Linked DNA regions of Gossypium arboreum: region 1 is linked to region 2. A link is a contact called in public Hi-C data. All regions are on one chromosome and are shown on one strand. Each heading gives the region's core, a stretch centred on a gene start, on an enhancer-like site or on the middle of the called end of the contact. The rest is flanking DNA. Distances are from core to core; before and after follow the strand shown.

What was found. A called contact is a pair of places that touch in the nucleus more often than the background predicts.
Region 1: a contact with region 2 is called in a Hi-C map of leaf, with 6 times the contacts expected there. The contact joins the promoter of LOC108464911 here to the promoter of LOC108477993 in region 2. A contact is called at or near these places in 2 of 5 Hi-C or Micro-C datasets (both in leaf).

What each region holds. Positions count from the first base shown.
Region 1 is chr3:37,796,624-37,801,852 of ASM2569848v2, forward strand. LOC108464911 (RNA demethylase ALKBH10B) reads right to left here and starts at 3,478. Exons shown (of 8, transcript XM_017765196.2): 1 at 2,435-3,478; 2 at 730-855; 3 at 259-356. The coding sequence starts at 3,041.
Region 2 is chr3:36,971,158-36,976,345 of ASM2569848v2, forward strand. LOC108477993 (putative clathrin assembly protein At1g25240) reads right to left here and starts at 3,135. Exons shown (of 1, transcript XM_053025654.1): 1 at 1,371-3,135. The coding sequence starts at 2,807. The coding sequence ends at 1,644. LOC108479534 (65-kDa microtubule-associated protein 6-like) reads right to left here. Exons shown (of 12, transcript XM_017782200.2): 7 at 4,951-5,102; 8 at 4,703-4,790; 9 at 4,549-4,622; 10 at 4,381-4,455; 11 at 3,736-4,097; 12 at 3,253-3,658. The coding sequence ends at 3,756.

The DNA.
Region 1 (5,229 bases), core at 2,228-4,727, 830 kb after region 2:
CTGAAATGGAAAATTTTCTATTTAGTAAATGGTAAATGCACTTTCTCCCCGAGGCACCCCAAATGATAAAAATTTGATTTAATCCTTTAAAATTTGTAAAGATATAGGCTATTAACATGGTAAAATTGCCTTTTTACTATTGTAAAATATACAATTTAGTCCCCCAAAAAAAAAAAAAAGAAATTTTCTGGCTTCACCCCTGCTATTAGTCCCCCCAGAATTTCACAAAGCATCATCATAAAAGTTATACAGAATTACCATTTTTCCATCAAACATCTCATTACCAACAAAAGTTTTTGGACCTTTAGCCAGATTCTGCTTTTCACTCTCATTTTGGGCAGAATGTAAATCATTCACTGAAAGATCATAGATGAAAGAATGTTAATATAACAAAACATAGTGGAACTAAATGTCAAACCATAAGGAATTATTCAAAGCAATCAAAATGACTTGGTTCATCATATGGTGCAGCAGTTGCACTAAAGGTGCAACAACTAAATGCCCTACCCAGTTTATTCTCAACTTTCCAAGCTAAACAGGAAACAGAGGAAATTTTTTTCTTTAAATAGATAAGTAGATCAATTTGGGTAAGTTCAAGTGTATGCCCAAAAACAAAGGAATCTGGTGCACATAAAAACTAAAGCAACTGATATCATACATAGTGCAGCTTCAACTTTCAAGACGTTCTAAGTGCAAAAAGCAACAAATCACCAGAGTAAAAGGATGTACCTTTACAGCTGGATGTGCAGCCACCATTTACTTCCTCGGTTCCAGGTTCCGTGTTTCCAGGTATAGTTCCTACCGAACTCCCTGACTTTTTTAAGCTGCTATCAGCTTGAGACTTAGAAGCAGCATCTGGGTTCAAAGCCCAAAAAAGGGAATGTAAATCGCAGAACATAGATTGTCAAGAACAATACATAATTACAATTAATGGGTGTCAACTAATTTTCTTTTGAACATTAATTATTATCCAATGTGCTATGGCTAAGAAAAGCTTGAAATTGTATCCAAAAAACCTTCATTAAGAGCAAATAAAAAATACCTGGAACATAAAGTTAAACCAGAATGACTGCCTATTGGGATACCTGTAACATTAAACCCCATCCAGAACACATTTCTAATGAAATTTGTCAAGTTCCTATTGGGATTCCTCTGAAGATAAAAGAATGTCAAATAAATATTCTACACAATATGAAACTTCTAAGTTATTTATCGCATCAAGTACACCCTGACATGCGCACATATAACTAATAGCAAATTTTATATGAACCTTATCTTGTGACTTCTATATAAATGGAAGTTTTCTACCAGAAAAGGTGCTCTAGACTGAGGTCCAATGGATCTGGGTGAAAAACATATTAGATTCTTGAAGTATGATATGGCCATTTTCAAATCCGGCCTTTCTTCTAACTGTTGTTCTTTTCTTGGGAGCTGGCCATGGATATCAACTAGGAAATAGTCGATCACTATTGGAGGGAGAGGTGTTACCTGGAGGGTGAAGTCAAGTGGGTGTAAGGTTTGATTTTTCTTGAACAGAGAGGATTGATGTGGTTTTAATTTATCCTATTCTAACTTCGGGTTTATATTAGGCATAAAAATATCTTATTATATCCATGTACAAAGTTACTAATTATGCATATCACATTATCATTTACCATAATAAACCATATGAAAGAAAAACAACAAAGCGCGGAATAGTTATCAAATGCACATCTCTTATTTTTCTTTCACCCATCTCTCAAGTGGGTGTAGGTATGATTTTTTCTAGAACAGCAAGGAGTTGATGAGGTTTTTAACCTATGCCATTCAATTAATTTTTGGTTTATATTGAACATAGAAATAACTTATTATATCCAAGTACTAAGTTACTAACCATACATTTCATAGTATCATTTACCACAAGCATATATTATTTCAATAAACACACACACAAACACAAAACAGAGCACAGACTAGCTATTAAATGCATGCCTCTTATTTTGTTTTCACCCATCTCCCACGATGCCACTCTCAGATGTAAAAAGTACCTGCCTTTATAAATCCACTTGCAAACAAATAGTGCAACTTTCAATTAGGTAGGTATATACATATTAAGGTCAAAGCGGGAAATAGAGAACCTGATAGCAATTTCCAAATAAGAAAAAGCTCGTTTTAAACATTAAATAAACAATTTCTTGTTTGGGATAATATGTCTAATCCAAGAAAGAAACATGCATATGGCAACACCAAGCTTTTTAATCAAGGAAATAGTTGATAAGTCAGCAAAATCAACACCCAAAATCCCATTTAGAAATACAACTTTCAATCATCCCAATCAGAAACCAAAAACCAAACATAAAAAGATACAGAATACAAGGTAACATTAACTGAAAATTTTAATGTTCACACAACGTAAATAAAAAAGATAAAGAAAGAAACATAAACCAAAAGTTACCTTTTATATCCTCCGAGACTGCTGAAACTTTATTCTCCCCACACGATTTATTGTCATCACATTTCTCAGTCTTCCTATCGTTTCTGTCTGAAATTGTGTTAACAGTCAAATTCGCATCATTATCCACGCCAGAATTCTGCATTTCTTTAGCCACCTCTAACCTATGCCCCTTAAACCCAAAGCCAGATCTTTTGTACTCTTTTCCCCCAAGTTTCCCTTGATCATACGGCCTTTGTCTCCTTCTCCAGGAGACCTGTTGAAGCGCGTAGGAGACCTCAGCAACAGAAAAGTACTGCTGCATATGAAGCACGGGGTTCCAATTAGATCTCCTTTGTTGAATGCAAGCAATCACGGCTTCATACTCCCCTACTTCTCCAACCTCACGCAAATGTTGACAAAGAGAGTCAATCATAGCATTGGCGGCGGCGAATTCCCCTCGCAACCAATAGATGAAGCCATCACGCTCATCGGGGAACCATTGCCGAGGATGGTGCTGGTGGATCTCACCTCCAGCAGCTCCACCTCCGCCGCCGCCAGCTCCTGCAGCTGGAGGAGCAGCAAACTGCATTTTATCAGATGAAACTACATTTCCCGATGGCATTGCCATTGAGAAAAACTCCCTAACCAATCGAGGAAAAAGAAATTTAAAATACCCCAATTCAGATCTAACTAATTCAAATCCCACAAAATCCAACCAACACTAAAAATTAATTTAAAATAAGATAGAATTGAGTGAAAGAAAATTTAGCAATAGAGTTTTAATCTTCGATTCCAATTGGATCTAATAAAATATTTAGAATGAGAAAAAAAACTAAGGAGAAAATGGTGGTCTAGTTTAGTCAGATCTGGAAGCTAAGTCTTTGCAATGCTCTTTTTTTGTTGTGTGATGGGCGTGTGAAGTTACAGTAAAAGAAAAGTGTGACGTGAAGATGGGGAGTGTCAATGCTCAATTTTTTTAAAATAAAAACACATCTAGGGTTTGATTTTTTTTCATTATTTTAAGTTGAAAAAGGAAAAACAAAACTAAAAAAATTGCTTCTTCCTTACGCATGTGGATGGGCTTAAATAGAGTCCAAACTTTTTTTATTTTTCAAAGATTTATATGTATATTTTGAGATTTAAATAAAGTGGTTTAAGAACGTATACAATGTGTGAAGAAGCCACCAAACTGAAGCTGAATCACATATGCACAATATTTTGTTTTTTATTGATAATTCGCAAATTGAAGGATATTAAAATTTTATGGTTAAAGATTTATTTTGATGTTTTATATATAAAATATTTTTTATTTTAATTTTTTGATTTATAAGAAGAAAGTAAAATTGAATTGATTCAAATTCAAATCACATTTGATATAATAAATACCCTTAATCATTAAGACATAACATGTGATTCAAAGTATATATTTTCATTTAATTTTTAGATTTAAGGGTGGAGGCAACCACTAAACTCTTTTAGAAATTAATTAAACCCTAAAACCATTCATCCATTTAATGTATTAATTAATATAATAGAGTAGTGTTGAATATACTGATGAAATGAAAAATAAATGTTCCAAAAACAATTTGTTGTTAACGAATTCGGATAATCCCTCAACAACACAAATTACATTCATCTTATTTTACTAACATTTCAAAAATGATATGGTTTAAAAAAAAACCCTAATCCATCATTGGATTATTGAGAAGAAATAAAGTGGAACATTTGTAGAATTCACACGTTTGATCAAAAGTCTTGAAAATGATCTCCACAGGATTTTCCAGGTTTCAAAGAAAAAGCAAAAATAATGATAATTTATTTTTTTCGGTGCATGTTTGTAAAAAAAAATCAACATTGATACTTAATGGAAACAATTTGAGGAAAGATTCATCCATGAAACCATGATCTTATGGAATATTTTTTATGATGGTTGTTGAGATTTATAGATTTAGTATGTTTAACCATTGTCCTAGATCATTATATGATTTATCCTATTCGTTATGTATTTTTGCTATTACTTTCTGTTTTGCAACCCATGCTTTGTAATAAGGTATAATGTAATCATATTTATTGCGGATATTAGTAACAAACACACGAATTTTAGGATTCGCTTTCACCACGTGTAAGATTAATCTGTTGTAATTTGATATGTCAAATTAGGCTCATCGGCACTCTTAATGAGTTTATTCTCAAGTAATTTTAATGTCTTTTTCATGGTTTTCATTTATTTTTCGTTCTTTAGCTTTAATAAGCTCTTCATGCATTTTATGCTTATTTTGTCCTATTATGAGACCTAAATTGGCCAAGGGCACCATTTGGACCCTAATGAGTGATTGAATGCTGCAGGAGCATGTTGGTGACCCAAAATTGAGTGGAAACCATGCCACAAGCATAGGTATTGCAACATCATTGTTTGAAGGGAACAAAAAAATGACATTAGGTGTAGTTTTTATCCACCTAAAGCACCAATAAAATAAAAGACGTTTAGAGGCATTTTGGTCATAAAAATAGGGTTATAATCAACTTTAAAAGCCACTTTTGGCTGAATGAAAAGGGGAGACTTTTTTTGCTTTGTTTTCTATCATTTTTTCCTTAATTTTAGGTTAAGGTTAGGATTTTTCTTTTTATTTTTGGTTTAGGGTTTCTTTTACCTTTTTAGAGTAGATTTTATTCTTGTAGTTTCTTTCTTCTTTCTTGTAAAAAACTTTGTAAATGAAAATAGAGGAAGCTTTTGGTTGTCATTGGTTCCACATCTAAATGAGCATTTCTTATCATTATCTCTATATTGTGCTTATTAACTGTTTAATGAAATATTT
Region 2 (5,188 bases), core at 1,885-4,384:
CATTAGGACCCGAACCTTTCTTCTTTTTAAACACCTATTTGCAACCAATGATTCTTTTACCGATGAGTGGTTTAACTAGCCTCTAAGTCTCATTCTTTTAAAGCGATTCCATCTCTTCTTCCATTTCAACGAGCCATTTGCTAGAATCAGAGGCTTGAACTACCTCATAATAACACAAAGGATCGGTTGAATCAATGCTCTCAGCAACATTTAGAGCATAAGCCATTAGGCTTCCTTCACAATATTTCTGTGGTGGTTGTATTTCTCGCCTTTTCCTGTCATGAGCCAACTTATAATTAGTTAAATGAGATGGTGAGGTACCTGAGAATCGGATGGAACCCTAAATAGATCTGAAACAGCTTTAAACTTGCAAGAATCAAAATTTTGTCATGTCACTAGACTCTTCGTCGGGATGAGACCTTTGTTCATTGTGTCCTTGTGACGTTGGACATTTACTTGTTGTGGCGTTGCCCTATGTTTCGAATTTTGACTCCACCTTGCTTGAGACACTCCAATTTTTTATGTCTTTAAAAGTAAAAGTCCCTTTTCTAATCAAAACGTGATAGATTCATCAAACGTAACATCGTTGCTAACAATTATTTTGTCGAATTTCGAACACGATAACTTAAAACCTTTTATACCGATAGAGTATCCCAGAAAAATGCATTTAACGACCATTGGTTCAAGCTTTCCTTGGCTAACTTTAGCATAAGTAGGACAACCAAAAACTCTAAGATTAGAATAATTGGGAGGATTACCTGACCATATCTCTTCTGGAACATTACCGTTCAATGCTCGATGAGATGCTCGATGAGGAGATCAATTTACCATTAACAACCCACTAACAACATGGTCCTAAGCTTAAGCCATGAACATAAACTTAAATAACAAAATGCCTGAAAAATAGCAACAACTTGAAACACAAAACAATATTAAAATCCACATCAGCAGCCCTAAACACGCCATCTAACAGTGCAATCAAAAAAAAAAAAAAACAGCGCAAAGGATTGGGTCGCACCCCCTCTTGGGATTTGCAAGGTTAACTTTTATGCTAGTTTCTACCACACAGTTGGTGATGCTAGCTTGGGATTCTAATTAGAGATGCCCAAAGTATGTGCATGAGAGCTTACGTTGAACGCCTTGCTCACATCAAATCTCCCTTTGTGGCGAAAGCTCAGGCGACTTTCCGCTCCCTATGACATGGGGTTAAGGGATATTGTTTTAGAAGGGGATTGCTTGGCAATTATCTGTAAATTATCATTAACAACTGAAGAAAGATAACTTATCAGTAGTTTAATTGTTGATGGCCGTTGGTCGGCTACCGGTTTCACCACCAACTTGTGGTAGTGACTTTTTCTCTGTTGATCCATTTATTATATAGATAAGATTACTATTTAAAAAAAAATTCGATGTCATATGGAACACACCTTAAGCTTGGACGGTGAATCCCCCCTAGTCGTACTATCCAAAAACATCACAGATAATGGGGAAGTTGAGAGAATGATATCAAATGGGGACAAATATAGAGAAGGAACAATCCGGATCACACCCTTTTTTTTCTTTACAATAAAGTAATCCAAAAAGAATTGATTGAATCCTGTTGAGACCAAAGCGAGAAACCAAATGAAGGAATGTTCCAACTGCTAAAAACTAATTAAATCTGGAAGTTCATAAGGATTATAAACAGGTACATTGTTAATGGGTACAAGAGGAAGTAGTAGATGATCTTTACCAGCGTCATCTTCTGCAACAATTTTGGTTTCATTAGAGAAACCATACTGTTTTTCATCGTTTTCATCGAAAACCACCCATTTGTCTGTAATTATCGTCCTCAAAGTTCCCCTTGTGTCTTCTTCCACAACTGCTGTCATTTCCATTTGGTTCATTTCCTCGAAACCCTCCTTGTAATTGATCGTCTTCTCTGGAACTGAAACCCCATTCATTATCCTCTCAAGTTCTTCAACATCTTCTTCAGGGATCCGAGTAACGGTGGGGAGTTCGGTGGAGTTTAGGACGCCATATTCCTTGCAGAACTCGAAGAAGAGAGAAAGCTCTTCACTCTGTTTCATTGCCTTTTGAAGAACCCTAAGCGCCATTGCCGCTTCATGTTTGGTTACGGAATATATTTTCAACGAAATCTTGGCAATCTCGTTGCAGATTATGCTGTAAACATCATATATCTCAATGATCACACAATCCATGGCTTCCATAATCAACCTAACCTTCATATTCTCCGCTCGAGGCCTAATGTGAAGCAACAAATCAAGCAAAGATTGCCATTTCTCCAATTTCAAAAGCTGTTGCACCAACAACGAACGTTCCTCGACTTTGTTGTTGTTGTTCTGATTATCTTGCTCCAAAAAAATGGCAGCTCTTTGATCTAGAAACGCAAAGTACTCACGGATGATACTATTGAAACCCCAGGTTTTGCTGGGCTTGGAATGTCCATCGCTGAAAGTGGAAAGATCAAAGGGTAAACGCTGCATCATTTGAACCACTGGTGCCTTGCAATGGAAAATGCCATGCATGAGCATCAACCCTTTAATGGCCACCACCCAACTCCGAGTCTTCTCCATCCTCCTAGACAAGGCCCATATAAGAGGACCTAGGCTAACGGGCGACGCTCGAATCCACGAAAACACAACCTGCGCACTCCTTTTATCAATGAGTAATTCATCGTGACTTGTGGCCTTTATAATGGCAGCCTCAAGTTCAGGGTTCCTAAAGGAATTCCTTCTGGAAACATAGACCACCACTATGCTGTTCTTATCTTTGACAGCACCAACGGCCCTCTTCCATAGCTTCATGTTTCTTCGACCTCAACCCTCCGTCGCCCTTACAAAGCAGCGGGTTTGTCAGAGGTGGTCTTGAAGCCCCTCTTTTTGTTTTTGTTTTTTTCTTAATACAAAATTTTGCTTCAACAAACCCAAAACCGACGGCCTATGACTGGATAGAAAACTAAGCTGTGATTTAGCCATGTCTGCCTGTATTTGCCATTTGTTAGCATATATCTTCGGACAAGTTTATAGTTGTTTCTCTTGACGCATTTCTATTTTGGGAACAAATGGCTAATTTCATATACCATGATTAGATGTTAAAAATAAAAATAAAAAACACTTGAATGTGAATTATCTGGTTGGCAACTTGCTAGAATCGGTGTTATACAATAAAAGAAAGTTAAATTTCAACTGCGTATACATGAATTATGAAATTGAGGAAGTGGTGTTAAAAATGCTTACTTGACATTAGAAATTTTAAACAAACAAGGATGATAATATAATGATGATCATACTAGAGTACAAGTATATACATTGCAAACATACATTCAAGCATGTATACGTACATTCAATACATTCAAGCAAAAAAATCCAGTAATACTAGTACTATCAATATTATCAGTACAACATGTAACACCACACAACAAAAACAAGTTAAAACACAATTTTCAAACTGGTTTCTTCATTTCTCCCTCTCCGCAATGGCAAATAACATCATTTCCATGCGAACGCCCACAAGTCAGTCACCTGTCCGACTCCTACCAATTCACAATCCGTACACTAATCTATCCATACTCTTTCTTTCGTATATTCACAACACACGGTTCTGCTTCAATTAATCCAGTCTACACTTATTGCAACTATATGATCCTATCCTCTTCCTGTGATTGAACAAAAATTGTTTTAAGCGTGTGAACAACATTAACAGAAGAGGTTCAATGTCGTAGGTAAAACATACCACTTCTGGATTTCTAAACTTCAGCTATGTGGTGGAGACCCGAGCTCCGAATCACATACTGAAGTGTATGTAGATACTGTATCTTCCTTTGATATGGCCACAAAGTTTATAGGTGCTGTAGACAACCTTCTCATTTCCTTGAAGTAGCCATTTTGGCGCCCCGAGTATGAACGTGGTGTAAGTAGCTCGGGAGTTGCTCCACCCACCGAGTTCCGACGAGGTGTACTGGGAGTCATGGATCCATTTCCATTTGCTCGATAACCGTTTGTCTTTCTGAAGCTGTTACTTTTCCTTGGACTAGGTTTTGACCCATAAATGGCTTCTCTCTCTGTCAGGAGCAGATCTTGAATCTTCTTTTGGTCCTGAAAAATGAATAGAAAAGATATTGGTTTTATGCATGTGTAAGTCGTAGAGATCAATGCACACATTCAATATATGACCTGCTTGGAAATAAGTCGTAGAGATCAATGCACACATTCAATATATGACCTGCTTGGAAATGCCATTCATTATATAAAAAGTCGCTTTAACAAGTTAAAAAGGAGATGAGAAAAGAAAGGAAAATGGACAAGGTACCAAAGGGCTAAAAGGTTCAGATAACTCGGCAACAATATTTGCACAAGCAAAAAAACATATTAAAATTACCCTGCATCTCTTCTTTTCCTCCTCTCTTTGTTTCCTTGTCAGCTTGTAGTCCTCCAGTATCGACACCAGTCGCTCCTATATGCATACAAGTATGTCATGTTTAGGAACAAGCTTATTCAGAAACAATTCCAAACGACAATGATTATGCAAGTTCACAGAATTACTGACCCCATCATATAGAAACAATGCCCTTTTTTCTTCTTCCCAAGCTAACGTTCTGTTGATCAGATTATCCACAATTGCTGCAAAGGGTACCACTATTTAGCTCAACAATACAAACATATCCATCAGAGACAGTTGGATGAATAAGAAGAATAAATACCCGGAATTTTGGTTATTGTTATTCGAGCTTTTTCTGCACGCTTAAGGTTAATATGTGCACCTCTCCCTGCATTGTACCGGTTTTCATCCTGAGATTCAAAATGAAGTTAACAACTAATGAATTAAAATTTTATATAGACAAGGTGAATCAGATGTACTCATTTTGACTCACGGAATAGTACACAAGCAATATTGAAGAGAGAAACTAAGATAGGGAAAACACATGAGACACACACAATGCTTGCTTACTTGATTGTAGTCTTCAAGCCAATTTTCTTCTTCACAAGCCAAAAGCCATCGATCTATTCTATCCATTATTTCTTTTCGACTCAGAGCTTCATCTTTAACTTTAGTTATCTGTGCTTCAATATTTGCTAAGAGTTCAGAAGGGTCTACTAGACCTGAACAACATTAGCAATATGCATCATTAACTATGTCAGCTGAAAATAGAATCAATAACAGTTTGTCTAACAGCAAGACATTGTGG